Linked DNA regions of Mus musculus: region 1 is linked to region 2. A link is a contact called in public HiChIP or PLAC-seq data. All regions are on one chromosome and are shown on one strand. The core of a region is the stretch at or near the end of the contact, and the rest is flanking DNA. Distances in the headings are between cores, read along the strand shown. Region 1 has its middle 95 kb from the start of Nckap5. Region 2 overlaps Nckap5 (NCK-associated protein 5).

Region 1 (2,987 bases), core at 245-2,744, 240 kb after region 2:
TTGCCAACCAGGCAGAGTCAGAGCCAAACTTCAGGTCCACAGTTTCCCAAGCCAAGTCCAGGATGCTCCATTGCCTCTCGTTGCCCTTCTGGGCAAGGAACACAAAGACATTGTCTGTGAAAAGAGAGAATTCCAAAGAAGACTACCCCGAGTAAACCTTGAAAATAAGCACAGGGCCAAGGAGAGGCTCGGCCACCAAGCCTGATGCCCCTAGTTCAATCCCAGAGATCCGGTAGCGGAAGGAGAAACCTGATTCCTGCAAGTTGTCCTCTGATCCCATCCCCTGCAGCCACCACAAGCATAAATAAACATATACATGTAGATTGGACACAATTTCAACACATAGGCTATCACCAACAAGCAAGCGAAAACAGAAAAAGAAGAATGATTAAGACATATCTATTGAGGGCTCAGTCATGAGCTCGCTGTAGCTGTGCTGACCTCTGAAGGACTAGGCTGATGAACACTCCATCAGGCACAGTGGGGAGCGCGGGCTCTGTAATAGGCATCCCAACTCCTATTGGCTTCGTCCCCTCCCTGGAAGACTGTGGACAGTGAATGGTCGCTGGGAAGAGTCATTCTCTGCCAGGGTGCTATTGCCTGTGCTCCAGTAAATAACCCTCATCCATGCTATGCACACAGCCCTAACTAAACTTGGTGAGTCCCAAAAATAAATCATTAAAAAGACATCAAATTGGGTTATTGGGAAGGGAAGTTTCAGTGGGGGAGAAAGATGACGGGGTGTCTGGAAGGGGAAGGAAATGACCAAAACCCTTTATATACATACATGAAATTGTCAAAGGATAAAAAGAGACCGAGATTCATTATATTCACGTGTCAAGTGTCCAAATAAAAATTGGAAAATTATTTTTAAAAGAAAAAAAAAGTTCCAAGGTAAAACTAAAGAACTGAGTTCCAGCGTGAAGGAGATGTTACAGTGTGTGCTGATAGGATTCCAGACCAAATACAAGGAAAGACTCATGCAGGTAAGGGTGTGTGCTGCGGTTGTCACAATGATACCGTTTTTCTTTGAGGCAGGGAAAGGGGAATAAGGAGTTTGTAATACGAGCCTTGGAGCCTTGGGACCTAGCAGATTGGTTCCAACTATGACAGAGGAAGGCTCTGTTTGAATGGCTCCCCCCTGCTCTTGTGTAGGCTCTCTTGACATCACTACATCATGCTGGCTGGTCCTGTCAGACATCTGTCTGTAAACAGAGGCTGCCTTTCAGACCTGGTCAGATGAGAATGCTGTGATTCCTATCCATGTCTCTACAGAGCAAAATGAGATCATTGCGTCTGTCCCTGGGAGTGTCACCTCTGTGCTCTGAGGCAGCAATCTGACCTAAGATTCCAGAACCCAAGCCTTTATCTGCCAGTCTTCGCTGGAACTCCCCGGGAATTATGCTGACTTCAGTGTCTATTTTCCTTCTTCTCTATGAGACACTATGGGCGGTGATTCCCCTCCCTACTGGTTAGGAGGCCCTGTGGTCTCTCTGGGCCAACAACCATTCTTGGCTCAGAGACTCCTATTGGCTTTCAGACAATCCTGGCAGACACTGCCCAAGACTTGGCTCAGAGCCTGCCCTACTGTGTTTTGAGAGCAGTACCGGCAACAGGAGGATTCTGAGTGCAGTAGCTAAATGCCGCGGGTTAAGTCACCCGATTTAAGGGGTGAGAGAAACAGTAGAGCTGTTAACTGTACACATCTGTGCCCCACATATGGCTACTCTAAGATCTGGGGCATTCTGGAGTCCTGATGCCTTTCCCTGGGCTCCACGGGGTATTTGAAGCATCCTCAGAAAAGGCTGCCATGGCACAATGGTCCTGAAAGTAAGATGATTGGCTGCTGGCAGAGTTGTCACCATCTTCACCAGACACGGGCTCTGTAATAGGCACCCTGACATGGTGCTGACTTGAGCCTGACCCCTCCTGATAATCTTTCATGAACAGAGTATGAAAAATGTCATCATCCCTCTTTCGTGTGGCTGAGGTTGTACCTACAAATAAGGAATCCAGAAGGCAACTGTGGGCGCTGTTCCTTCCGCATCTTCCATTTAAACAATTAATGAGAGTTTCTCATTGACCTAAAACATGCTAATAGTCTCGCCTGGCTGACCAGTGAGCCCTGAGGATCCACCTGTCTCTCAGCCTTCCAGCAGAGGGACTATGAGAGCTCACTACCATGCCCAGTATTCTAAACATGGCTTCTGGGTGATTGATCTATATTTGCAAGGCAAGCACTTTAATGACTGAGCTTTCCCCCACCCCCATACAACCTTTCTAATACATGAAAGCGTAAGTAGGAGACGAGCCAGGGCTTACTCAAAGTCAACATGAGCACCTCTGAGCTGGGAGCTCACAGGAGCAGGGTTGGAACTCAGAGGGGATACTGGTTCCTTCACTCTCCTACTCTTCAGAGTAAAGGGTTGTTTCTAGAATGCAGGTAAGGATTCCTGAATAAGAAATTAACACACTTGTACCCCACCCCAGGACTGTCCACTCAGCTCTTAATTTTCTCAGAAGGCACTGACCTAAGTGCACCCTCTGACCTACCAACAAAATCCCAGGGAGGTACATAAAGATGAGTGCCGAAAACTGGGATTCAACGTAACTAACGGACCGAAAAATTAGGAAGTCTGATGGTTTAATTTGAAACGGAAGTTACAGTCACAACAAATAATTTTTAATTAAGTAAAATGTCAAGACCCAGTCATCCAAAGAAGATACCAAAAGTATCCTCCATCACAGATTTATTCTTTGGAGAAATCTGCCACTCGCACCTCAAAATTTAATTTCCTGGAGCCCGCGGTTGGCATTCATTTTATCATTTTAATAATCTTTAATATTGTGTCAAAGATTAAAATCTGCCATGTACATATAGACCCAGGGTCCTACAGAGAGCGGAGGTCACATGGAGTAAAGGAGGCTGGGATATTTGGAGAAAGGAAGGGGGGCTCTGGACTGAGAGAGCCAAGAACATGAAAGGG
Region 2 (3,091 bases), core at 452-2,951:
TATATATATATATATATATATATATATATATATATAGTGTGTGTGTGTGTGTGTGTGTGTGTATGCGTGTATATGCACGTGTGCCATACACCACAGATGTGGAGGCCAGAATCTGGGTATCCCATGTCTTCCTTATTAGCTCTCCACCTTCCATTTGATTTCATTTAGTATTAATACTGTATGTGTGTGGCTGCTGTAGGAGGGACATGTGTACCATCGTACGCATTTAGAGATCAGGGCACAACTCTGTGAAGCTGATTCTCTCCTTTTACCTTTCCATGGGTTCCTGGAACGGATTTCAGCGGGACAAGACTTGAGAGGCAATCTCCTTAACCCACTTAGCCGCCTGTGGCCCCACCTTATTTTCTCAGTGTCTCTCAATGAACCTGGACTGCATGGGCTTAGTAAAACTGGCTGGCCAGCAAGTCCTGCTGCCTCTCTCCCCAGTGCTGGGGCTGGGCTCTTTTAAGAGTTTCTGAAGGGACTGAGCCCAGACTCTCATGCTTATGTGACAAGTTTACCTAGTGAGCCATTTCAATAGACTCCTTACAGGATGAAATCAGTTATTGCTAAAATAACACCATTTAGTGTCTGAGGAGATGGCTCAGCAGTTAAAAGTAATCACTGCTCTTCTAAGAAGACTCAAGTTTGGTTCTCAGCACCCATATTGGATGGCTTACAATTGTCTGTAACCCCAGCCCCTGGGATCTGACACCTGGCTTCCATGAGTGCCAGCGCACATATAGAATATATTAACACAAACACAGACCAAAAAAAAAGTTCACATAAATCACAAAAAAATAAATCTTGATAAATAATAATACCATAACCACCACTCCTTACTAGTAGATCACATATTAAAAGGTTTGTGTGTGTGTGTGTGTGTGTGTGTGTGTGTGTGTGTAACTTGCTACTCTCTTTCCCTTCCTGACAATAGTGTTCAATGTAGATCAGGGCTACTCTGTCCTAAACCAAGCATTGAGCCTGGCATCTTTCCTTTCCTTCAATCAGGACACACCTGATCTACAACCAAGATTTTTCTCAACCAAATGACAATGGACTAAACTTACTTCATTTATAGCTCAGCTTAACACTTAAAACCAACTTTAATTCTAGAATCCCGGGTAGCACAGCACTCACATTTAAGGTAGCAGCATGCCCCAGTAGAGGATTAGATCCTAATTGGATGCAGGCTTTCTGTATTAGCCTGGACCCTGGCTCTTCTGCCTGGTTAAGTTACAGGGACTCCTAATCATGCGTTTTATCTTTTGGCCTGTATACATAGGTGCCCAATAAATGTTACCTTTGGTGATAATAAAACAAAAGCCAAACTTTCAAAAGCTGAGCTATCCAAAAGGCCATTGTCTACATTCTTGGCAGCCACCAAAGAGCCCGTTTTCCCAAGTCAGCAGCCGCTGAGGGGGCTGGCCAGGGGCCAATTCCCAGGGTTGGCGCATTCCTGGAACCTGGCAAAATGCCACTGAAACCCCGCTTCCTCTTTCTTTTTATGTAGTGGAAAGCTTTTTCCACTTAGACCCCTCCACGTTGTCCTCTGCTCCTCCCTCAATAAGGGAGGTAGTTAGATGGGAAACGGTCTCCAGTTCCTTCCTCCGAAATCCATCTATCTCCCACTGCTCCAAGTTGGCAGAGCTCAGAGCAACTGAAGACAGAAGGCAAACAAAGAGGGGCTTCATGGCCCGGCCCAGTCTGATTCAGCAGGGGCCCGGGGAAGAAAGACTCAGCAGGACCCAGGGCACAGCAAGTCATTGTGCATGTGCTTGGGCACTTTGGGAAGACTCTGGAATAAAATTACCTGTTATAAATAGTCATTGGCCAGAATTCAGCTGTGAAGGCAGAAGCCCAAAAGTTCCAGAAAAAAAAAAATACAATGTTCCATATTAAAAGGTCTGGCCTAGTCATTAATAGGGAACTCCTGAGCAACTGGGGTAAGAAGAAAGGAATTCTGGGCTTGGCAAGAGCCAACCTGTAGCAAGGAACGGGAGGAGGCGTTTCTGGCTGAGAGCATTCTGGTTATGCTGATTTGTTTCTTACAGACCATACATGTATGCTTTAAACAAAGGGAAGAGACTTGTCTTCTCAATCCCCTTCTATGTGCAGACCAAGTGAGCCGCTCGCCATCTTGGGTTTACACTACAAAGAGGGCAAGCAAGGCACAGAACTGCATATGCTGGGTGTTATCATCTTTCTTTGGTTCTTCTACTTGCCCATGGAGGGAGAGACAATTTGGTGTGCTTACAAATTAGAGTGTGGAAGCCCAGAGAAGGCAGGTAAGATGGCCAAGCTCATACAGGCAGAGGCATGTATATCTAATGTAGTTGGGTTCTTCAGCCAAGCACATCTGTACAAGGTATTTATTAGCTTTCTTATTTATAATTGTGCGCGTGACTGCCTTCATGTGTGTGAAGGTGCACATAGTGTTTATATGCATTATGTGTGCACTTGCATATGGAAGCCAGTGGATGACTTAGGTTATTGCTACTCAGAAACCATCAACCTTTGTGCAGACAGGGCTTCTAATCCCCCAAGGGTCGCTGTGTATGCTAGTGAGCCCTAGGCACCAGCCAGTCTCACATCTCCATTGTCACAGCAGATTACAAACATCTGCCACCATACCTGGCTTCTTAAGAGGATACTGGGAGGATACTAGGAGGATACTGGGAGGATATTGGGCATCTGAGCTCAGTTGACAACTGCTTTAACCATACTTGCCATATCTCCGGCCCAAGAATTTAGATTTTAATGAAGTGACCAGTCTACTAGCCCACCCTCTTATATAGCCAGTGCCATAAATGGGCACATAGCTCTGCACCAGGCATCTTCATCAGGGACCCTGCAGGAAAAAACACCGTAACACAGGAGCATAGGACGTGAGTTCTGACAAATACTCCAAGGTGACAGGCTGAAACACCACTATTGACTATTGAGTGTGGTGATACCTGCCTTCAATTGCAGCACTCTCAGGAAACAGAGGTAGCCCTTCATCCCAGCACTCATGTATTGGTAGGCAAATCTCTGTTCACAAGTAACCTGCTCCACATAGTAAAAATCTAGGAAAGTCGGGGTTGAATAA

What was found. HiChIP or PLAC-seq counts read pairs in DNA pulled down with a chosen protein or histone mark.
Region 1: a contact with region 2 is called in an H3K4me3 HiChIP or PLAC-seq map of neural progenitor cells, with 6 times the contacts expected there. The contact joins two enhancer-like sites. A contact is called at or near these places in 4 of 484 Hi-C or Micro-C datasets (the HL-1 cell line, cerebellar granule neurons, cerebellum and 1 more), 4 of 115 datasets of contacts at active chromatin or transcription factors (embryonic stem cells, neural progenitor cells and stem cell-derived neural progenitor cells) and 1 of 9 other capture datasets (embryonic stem cells).

What each region holds. Positions count from the first base shown.
Region 1 is chr1:126,924,162-126,927,148 of GRCm38.p6, forward strand. No RefSeq gene overlaps it. Among named protein-coding and RNA genes, the nearest start is that of Nckap5, 95 kb to the left of the region's middle. Within about 2 kb of position 1,495, at least 61 of the 459 cell types and tissues checked have an H3K27ac peak or open chromatin away from gene starts, as enhancers often do. A contact at or near this core is called in neural progenitor cells and stem cell-derived neural progenitor cells, where this site is marked.
Region 2 is chr1:126,682,515-126,685,605 of GRCm38.p6, forward strand. All of the region lies in intron 2 of Nckap5 (NCK-associated protein 5), which reads right to left. Among named protein-coding and RNA genes, the nearest start is that of Nckap5, 150 kb to the right of the region's middle. Within about 2 kb of position 1,702, at least 66 of the 459 cell types and tissues checked have an H3K27ac peak or open chromatin away from gene starts, as enhancers often do. A contact at or near this core is called in neural progenitor cells and stem cell-derived neural progenitor cells, where this site is marked.